2 separate regions of the Sus scrofa genome follow, and region 2 is linked to region 1. A link is a contact called in public Hi-C data. All regions are on one chromosome and are shown on one strand. The core of a region is the stretch at or near the end of the contact, and the rest is flanking DNA. Distances in the headings are between cores, read along the strand shown.

What was found. Hi-C and Micro-C count contacts between places; a contact is called where the count stands out from the background.
Region 2: a contact with region 1 is called in a Hi-C map of liver, with 8 times the contacts expected there. The contact joins two enhancer-like sites. A contact is called at or near these places in 1 of 5 promoter capture datasets (liver) and 4 of 47 Hi-C or Micro-C datasets (liver and skeletal muscle).

The regions. Positions count from the first base shown.
Region 1 is chr1:162,875,076-162,880,422 of Sscrofa11.1, forward strand. No RefSeq gene overlaps it. Among named protein-coding and RNA genes, the nearest start is that of ATP8B1, 58 kb to the right of the region's middle. Within about 2 kb of position 2,761, at least 12 of the 83 cell types and tissues checked have an H3K27ac peak or open chromatin away from gene starts, as enhancers often do. A contact at or near this core is called in liver, where this site is marked.
Region 2 is chr1:163,034,304-163,039,650 of Sscrofa11.1, forward strand. All of the region lies in intron 15 of ATP8B1 (phospholipid-transporting ATPase IC), which reads left to right. Among named protein-coding and RNA genes, the nearest start is that of SLC51B, 44 kb to the right of the region's middle. Within about 2 kb of position 3,013, at least 6 of the 83 cell types and tissues checked have an H3K27ac peak or open chromatin away from gene starts, as enhancers often do. A contact at or near this core is called in liver, where this site is marked.

The DNA.
Region 1 (5,347 bases), core at 1,511-4,010:
CAGTGGGCAGCCATTACCATGTTGATAAAACACACATGACATAACATTTGCCCCTGTCACCTTTATTAAATATACTCTTCAGTGGAAGTATACCTCTGCTTGAGCTGCTGCAACAAAACACCATAGCCTGGGTGGCTTACCCAGAAGAAATCTTTTTTGTTTTTTCACAGTTCGGGAGGCTAGAAGTCCTGAATCAAAATCTGGCAGGGCTCAGTTTCTGATGAGGGCTTTCTTTCTGGCTTGTGGATGGCTGCCTTCTCTGCGGCTCCTCACAAGGCCTTTTGCCTGTGTGTGTGTGTGTGTGTGTGTGTGTGTGTGTGTGTGTGTGTAGGCAGGTGAGCAGGTGGGGGAGAAGGATAGAGACACCAGGTGATACTGGAATAGGGTCTGAACCTGGGGCTTTTACCTCTCCCTCCCTTACTAGTAGAAGGTCTTTTTTTCTCCTGTTCTTTCCCCAAAATCAATAGGTCTTTTTCTTGATCTTAGAGGTAGAGGTTTGTTGCCCTTTCCCAGTGGCTAAAACCTTTGTTCTCTGAGCAACAAGAGTCCAGTCCGGGGAGTTCCCATGGTAGCTTAGAGGGTTACAAACCCGACTAGTATCCATGAGGATGTAGGTTCGATCCCTGGCCTGCTCAGTGGGTTAAGGATCTGGCGTTGCTGTGGCTGTGGTGTAGGCCAGTGGCTACAGCTCTGATTCAACCCCTAGCCGGGGAACCTCTATGTGCCACAGGTGCGGCCCTAAAAAAGCAGGGAAGTGGAGTTTTACACCATATGACAGCAGGGGCCAACCCCCTCTCACAGGCCTACCCCACCGAGGGTGCCTCTCTCTGGTCCCCCACCCTGTACCCTATCCCCACCATGCCCCCCATATTCTTGTGAGCACCCTGGGAAGCCCCAGGAAAAGAACTGTAAATGAGTGCAAGCTTCCCTTGTGTCTGGGCTGATTTCTTCTTATCTGCCTATATGCCTCTTCCTCCTGTGCTTGGCCACAAATGGAAACAGTCCACGCATCCCACCTTAGGGTGGTGAGTCCTTTCTCTCCTTGGAATTCCAGCATCTTAGCTGCCTTGCAACACCTGCTGTGTGAAGTGCACAAGAAAAATTATGATGCCGTAGTTTACTCAGTTTTCTCTTATTGTTAGGATGGGAGCAAAGTACTCTCCAGATTGCAACATCCTCAGTAGGAGAGCTATTGCACAGGTATTTTGAAGTCCAAATGAAGACATCTAAGTGCAGTCCCTTAATAGAGTCTATAGTCTTCATAAAAATTAAAGTGATTATGTTACATTACACTACATTAAAGGCAGCAGGCAAGATCTCTAGGAATACAACCATGGTTTGTAATAGCAAACAAACAAACAATGGAAATGATCAATATTTCTCCCAACGGCACAGTAGATAAATGGTGATATAGCCACACAATGGGATGACATGCAACTGCGCTCAACCATGCTAAAGCATCTAAGAAATATGTCAAGCTACAGAAGCCAGACACAAAAGAGCATATACAGTATGATTCTGTTTATAGAAAGTTTGAAAACATGCAGAAAACTGAAAACAATATATTTTAGGATAGATCATATGTGGCAAAGCTATAATGAAAAGCAAGAGCATGATTAGCAGACAATTCAGAAGCCTGGTTACTATTTTTTTTTTTTTTGAAGCAATAACTTGATAAAAAGCCTGTGCAATTTCCATTTCTCCGTGACAGTTGTCTTCATTGCTTTATGGCACTTTGGGGAAGGTCAGATGTAATGACTGATGATTAAACATTAATTTTCTGGCTGCCGAGGTGTAGCCTAAATTAGATCCTTTTCTCCATGGACGTGAGGAGTTCACTCTGTGACACTGACTCACATTATGTGTGAGCTTCATTGCCACCCCCTGTCATCTTGGGACCCTCAGGGTCAGAAATGGCAGCTCTCCCGTAAGGAGAATTAACGATTCAAGTTTCTCATGAGTCTAGCAGGGTTTGCCACATGCTGACTGCAGAAAAGGGTGGATACTATCTAATACAACAGCTTAGGTGTCCTCAAAGAAAACCAGGTCCCATCTTATCTCACCAGAGGAAGACCAGCCCCATGGTCAAGGGTTCTAAGTGGGTGAGAGAGCAATGGACTGTCTGGTGACCCAATAAAGAAAGTCACATTTCAAAGCAGCATGTGTTGGAGTTCCTGTGTGAACAGCGGGTTAAGGGTGCTACGTTATCACTGCTGTGGTTCAGGTGGCTGATATGGCACAGGTTTGAGCCCTGGCCCAGGAATTTCTCTATGCTACAGGCGAGGCCAAAAAAAAAAAAAAAAAAAAAAAGCAAGGAGTAGTAATGCAGCATGTGTTTTGACAGGGCCTAATCCCCTGTCCCTCCAAGGGGCACCAGGTATACCTTATCCAGACAAGTGGAAAGTACTTGAAAAAGCATTTATAAAGCATTTACCCAGCATTAACCTTGGACTTACTAATGTCAAGCACTGCTCTAGGCACATTATAAATACTAGCCCATTTAGTCCTCATAACACCCCTAAGAGGTGGGTAATATTATTATCCCCATTTAACAGAGGCGAAAACAGAGGCAGGAACATGGGCTCAGCCATCTGGCTCCAGAGCCCAGGCTCTCAAACCACCCTGCCGAGGTGGCACAGAGGCAGGAACATGGGCTCAGTCATCTGGCTCCAGAGCCCAGGCTCTCAAACCACCACCCTGGGCTGCCTCCCTGTCTCCAGCTGCTTTCACTGCCCTCTGGCTGATCCATGGCTCCTGACTTCTGAGGCAGTGACCTTTGTATAGACAGAGGGAGGGGTCTTGCCCAACCTCCTCTGCCACTGTGTAGACATGAGCTTGTTTTCATAGAATTTACCTACCTCCCTGGGGCCAGCAGCCAGATTTGCATAGCTAGAGCCCAGCCCAGTGGAATGCCACCCAGGGCCCCTGCTTAGATCAGACTCTCAACAGCAGCCCCAGGGCCGAAGTCACAAGAAACTACAAGAGACGGGGTTAAAATATGCGTGAAAATGAGAAACAGGAAGAATGACCTAGTGAGCAGAGAAGACCAACGTCAACAAGAAACCCTTCTCAGCCTCGTTGAGACTGAGTGGACAAATCCCCCACAGGTCTTCACCTGTGAAATAAGCTGGACCAGGCATTTCCACACACAGTCATGCCTCTGAAACCCCTGGAGAGCTTTGGAAAAACATAGAGGTCTCTCCTCCCAACTCCCAAGTTCTGGCACAGAAGGCTCGGCCCTCTTCTGGAGCAGTTCATTCTCCAGTGAGTCAAGATAACCCAATCTTTTAGCATATGCCAGGCTAATAAGAAAGAGTTCTGCATTACTGTGAGATTTGCATTCATTAGAGAATTAAAAAGAATTCCTAGCAAGATATCAACCACTCTAACAGCTAGAGAAGTTGATAACCTCCTCTCTTATCAAAATATATAGTTTTAAATTTTGAATGGGAAGGAAAAGTTCTTTTAGCTCTTAGAGCCAGAGCTTACTTGTCACACGCTGTGCCAGGCACAGCATCCTCTTATTTGAACAACCCTCTGAGTTATGTTCCATCATCTCCATTTTACAAGTAAAAAGTGGGATGAGGGGAAGATGATTTTTTTTTTTGCTGGTTATCACGAAGGTCATAAAAGTCTGCTAGACCCTGGATAAATATGTTACCATAGAAGCTCTCCATGTATTTCCATAGATTCATTCGTCCTGTTCCATATATACATTCATTCATTCATTCAATGAATATTTACTGAGCCATTTGTTTTCCTTAATCCTGAGAGCACAAAACATATCACGTGATCTCATGGATAAGGAAGCTTCCTGCTTGATTAGTAGCCCATTTCAAAACATCTCCCATTTTCTCAAAATGAGGAAGCCCTGAGGAGAATGAAAAAGATCTGAACCCTTCCTAAATGGACCAGGATACATGCTTGACTCTCTATTCATGAAAATCTCAATTCTGCATTTTAAGAACATCCATCTCCATCCTTCGATCAATACAAGTTTTCTTTGAACATTTTTCAAAGAATATTAATAGGAATATTACTATGAAAAGAAATCTTGGAAAAGGGACCCCAGAAAGAGAAAACTTCGGTTTAAAAGAGGGACAGAGAAAATTAGAATAGACATCTGATTGAGAAAACTTTTTTCTCAAACAAGGCTGATTATACTGGGCTCCAGTCAGAGTTAATGAGTAACAGAAATGTACACTACTCTGTCTTTCCCTCCATGCACTACTTATCCAGGAAAAAACTCCTGGCTCAGTGTAGTCCATCTGTACCACTGTCACTTTAATTTATTGAAATATTTATTATTATTAAAACAATTTTTAGAACAAGTTGAGTAATTTAAATTATTTTCACCCACACTTTCATGGCCCAATACCAAAACTTTCCATAGCTCCTCTACCTTTATTATCTTGAATGGTAATACACAATTTTTCTGTCATCAGTGTGTGTGCAATTTTCTTGTATTTTAAATTTAATATATTTTTGTAAGTACTTTTCTAAGGTCTGGCAAAATATGCAAGTGTTTCATTTTTGATAGCTGCACAGTATTACCAGGCACCATCATTTAAAAAAAACAAAACATGGAGTTCCTGTTGTGGCTCAGCAGATTAAGATCCCAACCAGGATCCATGAGGATGTTGGTTCGATCCCTGGCCTCGCTAAGTGGGTTAAAGATCTGGTGTTGCCAGGAGCTGTGGTGGACCTTGCAGGTGTGGCTCAGATCTGATGTTGCTATGGCTGTGGTATAGGCGGGCAGCTGTAGCTCCAATTTGACCCCTGACCTGGGAACCTCCATATGCAGCAGCTGTGGCCCTAAAAAGAAAAAGGAAAAAAACAAAACAAAACAACCAAGAAAACTCACCCATGGAGTTTAGCTCTGGAAGGTTTTTCTTAGACAGCATTTGGGCCAAACGTTCTATTATACTTGAGGAAGCAAAAGGCCAAACTCCTCGCCTGGAGCGCCTTCTCTTAGGCTGCCTTTGAAGCTCTCCATGAGAACGGTGTTAGTCTGATTTCTTAACGATGGCCTGAAACCAGGAAAAGAAGGTGGAGCTTGGGTAGTAGTAAAAGGCCGTGGTAACCCTTCTGGGATCATGCGTGCTGGGCCTCTGTACCATGGTGGTATCTTAGAGATTGGGGAGGGAGGTGGGCAATGAGGCCACCTGCATACACATACACATACACACAGGTACCCAAGCACACTGCTACAAGATCCCAGTTTATGTAAACAAGAAGACAAGCGTTTAGGCAAGGTGAGATGTCTACACGAGGACAGGATGTGTAACAGAGACAGCACATCTTTGTGAAGTTTCTCTGGGTTCCCTTCAGGGCCCTTAGCATGTCT
Region 2 (5,347 bases), core at 1,763-4,262, 160 kb after region 1:
CGCTGGGATTTGATGGGAAGAGCCTGTGTGCTAGAGCAGGGCCATCCCAGTTTTGGTTCCTGCCATCACACATGGTACAGACCACAGTCTTCTGTCTGGGCAGTAGCTTCTTCAAGGTTGCAGGAGGAAGACGGGAGTTCACAGTCCCATCGGCCTAACATCGTGCAGCGCTTGGTTTCACTGTCCACCAAGGCAGAATTGTACATCCCAAGGAATCTTTCCCCACGTAGCATGTGCTAGGCAATTGATTTACACATTGGAAATGGAGGCAAGTTGGATTTCTAGATGCAAGAGATTAAAAGAGAAATTGATTTTGGCTTCGATACATAAAAGCACCTTGAAAGGGTCCACAGGAAAGGACCTTTGGGATAACCCAGAAAGTAAGTACAAAGACCTGCCGGAGCTCAGACAGCAGGTTGAAACTCATTTTAGGAGATCCTGCTGTTGTACAGTGGGTTAAGTATCCAACTGCAATGGCTCTGGTCACTGTGGAGGTATAAGTTCAATCCCCAGCCCTAAGCAGTGGGTTAAAGGATCCAGTGTTGCTGGAGCTGTGGCTTGGATTCAGTCCCTAGCCTGGGAACTTCCATATGCTGTGGGTACAGCCATAAAACACACACACACACACAAACAAGAACCCTCATTTTACTGAGTCCTTCCACTCTGCCATGCTAATGTGTCTCTGCTCTTGCAATTTCATTTTCCCTCTTTTATAAGAATAAGGGAGATTGATTCATCTTTTATTGTGTATAACATCAACAAAAGAGGGGAACACAACAAGGTTCTACTGTATAGCACAGGGACCTATATCTAGTCTCCTGAGATATATATATGCATAACTGAGTCATTTAGCTATACAGCAGAAATTGGTACAACATTGTAAATCAACTGTTTATTTTATTTTATTTTATTGTCTTTTTAGGGCCACACCTGTGGCATATGGATGTTCCCAGGCCAGGGGTTGAATCAGAGCTGCAGTAGCTGGCCCACGCCACAGCCACAACAACATGGGATCCAAACTGCGTCTGTCACCTACACCACAGCTCATGGCAATGTTGATCCTTAACCTAACGAGCAGGGCCAGGGATTGAACCCACATCCTATGGATACTGGTCAGGTTCATTACTGATCAGCCATGACGGGATTTTTAAATTTTAAATATTTATTTATTTATTTATTTTTATTTATTTAATGGCTATATCTGCGGCATATTGGAAGTTCCTGGACCAGGAGTTGAATCCAAGCTGCAACACCAGCAACACCAGACCCTTTAACCCACTGCACTGGGCTGTAGAACTGAACCCGTGGCTCTGCAGCGACCTGAGCCACTGCAGTCAGATTCTTAACCCACTGCACCACAGCAGGAACTCCTTCAACTATACTTTAAAAAACAAAACAAAAACAAAAGAGAGGGGAGAGAATCCGTTCCTATATGTTCAACAGACAGTTTGTATGGCCCAAGTGTTGAGTACATTTAGAGACACATGGAGACTACATGTGGAAGTGGTGTTAGTTTTCTATTGCTCTGCGGTGGCTCACCACAACTCAGTAACTTAAATCACCCCTTCATTCGCTCTCATTTCTTTAGGTTAGAAGTCTAGACATGGCATGACTTTAAGGCTAAGGATCTCCCTGAAGTCAAGACCGGGCCACGCTGTCATCTGGAGATCAGCAACCTCTTCCAATCTTATAGTAGGATTCAGTTCTCTGTGGTTGTAGAACTGCAGTCTCCATTTCCTTGCTGACTCTCAACTGGGGCCTCTCTCTGCTCCCCCAGGCCTCCCTCCTTCCTGGCCACATGGTTCCCTCCATCTTCAAAGTTGGCAGTGGAGAAACTCCCTTCCATCAAACCCCTTCCATGCTTCAAGCCTCTCTCCCCTGGAAGAGCCCCATCCCTTTTGAGGACTTACCCAATTCGGTTGGAAACACCCAGATAATTATCTTAACATCAACCAATTTGGACCTTGATTATATCTGTAAAATCCCTTCCCAGCAGTACCTCGATTAGAGTTTGCTTGAATAACTGGGAGAAAGTATATGTATACACAGGAAGGGAGCCACACGCCCGCCTCCTGCAGAGGCCATGCAAGAACAGAGCATGAGAGGCTTGGAGGCGTTTCTTCACCTGAAGGCCTTCAGTTGGCATGCATCTTGAGATTATGATTAGAGAGCTGTGTTCTAGGAGTTTGAAGCAGAGACACACTGGAGGTCAGTGAGGAAACTGAGAACCCGGATGAGCATGGGGTCTTTGGGAAGAAACAAATGTGGGTGGTATTCAGTCTGAGAGGTGACTGAATGATGATCAGTCAGAGGAAGCTATGGAATCAGGATAATGAGAGGCGGGGTTTGTTGTTTGAGCATCTTCTTCTTTTTTTTTTTTTTTCCTGGTCTTTTTAGGGCCATACCCACAGCATATGGAAGTTCCCAAGTTAGGGGTCAAATCGGAGTTGGAGCCACTGGCCTACGTCATAGCCACAGCAATGCCATATCCGAACCTCATCTGTGACCTACACTGCAGCTTGCAGTAACACCAGATCCTTAACCCACTTAGTGAGTCCAGGGATCAAACCTGTGTCCTCATGGATACTAGTAGGGTTCTTAACCACTGAGCCACAATGGTAACTCCTTGAGCATCTTTTGAATTTGTGTCAATTCCTCGATCCAGAAGTGAGTCTTTTTTTTTTTTTTTTTGGTCTTTCTGCCTTTTCTAGGGCCACTCCTGAGGTATATGGAGGTTCCCAGGCTAGAGATCCCACAGCAATGCGGGATCTGAGCTGCATCTGTGACCTACAGCACAGCTCACGGCAGCGCCGGATCCTTAACCCACTGAGCAAGGCCAGGGATCGAACTCTCGACTTCATGGTTCCTAGTGGGATTTGTTAACCACTGTACCATGACAGGAATGCCCACAAGTGAGTCTTAAAAGAAAAGAAGGTATCTTTGGTTGCATCTGAGCATGTGGCGGATAGTTTCATTCATAAAAGGTTTCAGGGGGTTAATTTTTAGTCCCGGTTTCCTCCTGCAAACAGAAGTTTGGAGTTTGAACCAGGTCCCTGAAGTTCCACCTGTCTCTATTAGCCTGCAGTTCTGATTCCCTTGCTAGAACAAAATGGAAGGATTTTCTCTTTATGATAAAAGTATCAGTGTTTGCTCCAGATATGATTGTCTTACTCATGGGAACTTTATCACCTTTTATTATTTTGATCCTTTTTTTCCATTGGAAATAATTTTGCCTTCAGTATGATGCAATATATCCCTGCCAGGGATACTTGCTAAAGGAGGGGACTGTGTTCTCACTGCTACTTGTTTAGCTCTGGTTAAATATTTTACCCTCTGGCATGTGTGTATATTTGTAGAAGGGCTGGATTTAGAGGGCACATGTGTAACTTCTGGTGTATGACTTTCTGGGTGAACAAATAGAGACCAACTGAGTGTCACCTTTAATTACTAACTGGGAGTGAGTTAATACTTAGGGTGAACCATCTGAGCATGTATGTGAAGAGAAGAGGGTAGGGAAGGGCGTTTGGCACTACCAACTGGTGTTCACCCTGGGGCATCTTCCCCTTTCTCCTGGATGGCTGCGTGGAGAGCTGCCCATCCATCCATGGCTTGCATCCTGGGCAAACCTGGTAGGAAACAAAATGCCTTTTCCTGTGAAAATTCATTTGACCATTGAAATAGTTTTCATTCGACTTTGAGGCAAAAGAACTAAGAGTGGAAAAATAGAAAATCTTGGATGGGCAGAGCTTTTTAAAAATATTTTTTATAGATGTATAGCTTCTGTACAGAGACAAACACATAGCTCAATGAATTTTCACAAACTGAATATTCCCTTGTCATGAGCACTCAGATTTTTTTACAACAGAACATTATCAGTTCCCCGGATGTTCCCTTCCAGCCATTGCCCCTCCAGGGGTAACTATTACAATGGCCCTGACTTTGATAGTGTGGGTTCGCGTTGTCTATTTTGTGCTCCGTAGTAACTGGAATCATGTAGTTTTTACTTGGTGTCTGGCTTCTTTCACTAGAAAGAAATGGTGAGATTTACTCCTGTTGTTGCAAAGTAGTTGTAAAAAAAAAGGCAGTTTCCCATTATTTAACTTTTAAACATCAAGATATTGAAACAGATTGATAAATTTTGAGATTTTTTTTAAGTTATGAGAGTATATCTAAAATGACATAATAGGCACATTCTTCTAGAAGGAAAATAACCTGGTACAACCCTTTTAGAAAATAAGTGAGTGATATATGTGCCAACAGGCTTAAAAATTATCAGCATTCTTTAGCTGAGTATTTTCACTACTAGGAAGCTATCCTTAGAAAACAGAGACAGGAGTTCCCATTGTGGCTCTGGTTAATGAATCCGACTAGGAACCATGAGGTTGCAGGTTCGATCCCTGGCTTTGTTCAGTGGGTTAAGGATTCGGCATTGCAGTGAGCTGTGGTGTATAGGTCGCAGACACGGCTCGGATCCCGCATTGCTGTGTCTGTGGTGTAGGCTGGCGGCTACAGCTCCCACTAGACCCCTGCACCTGGGAACCTCCATATGCCACAGGAGCGTCCCTAGAAAAGGCAAAAAGTCAAAAAAAGAAAGAAAACAGAAAAACTTTTATACACATACAAAATGATTATTACAATGCTACTTTTCTTATTTCTTACCTTTTTTTTTTTTTTTTTTTTTTTTTTGGCTGTGCCTGCAGCATTTAGAAATTCCCGGGCCAGGGGATCAAATCCACATCACAGCAGTGACCCAAGCCACTGCAGTGATAACACCAGATCCTTAACCTGCTGGGCCAAAACGGAACTCCTACCATGTTAACTTTTGAGAGTACAAAACATTTAGGAAAGGAATTAAATGCCTGTAATAGGAAAACGGTCACATGTTACATTCACAAGTTACATTCATTAGTAAATAGTGTATAGAAAGAATTTTTAAAGCTGTGATAACATGCTCAAAATACAGTTAAAATAATCAGGATGTAATATATATTTAGCATGATAGAAACTATTACAGAAATAGGCATTTCCCAAAGAATTGGAAGAAATTATAAGAAAATGTCAATAGTGTTACATTTCCTCTGGATTATGAGATTTTTTTCCCCCCTTGGCCAGTTTTTTTTTTTTTTTTTTTTTTGGCCAGTTCTTTTTTTAACTTCTAGTTTATATTATTGTTTATAATTAGAAATAAAATGTTAAACAATTTATTTTAGTTATTTATTTTTCTCATTTTTGGCCACCCAGTGGCATATGGAGTTTCCGGGCCAGGGATTAGTTTCAAGCTGCAGTTGTGACCTAAGTTGCAGCTGCAGCACCAGATCCTTTACCCACTGTTCCTGGTTGGGGATAG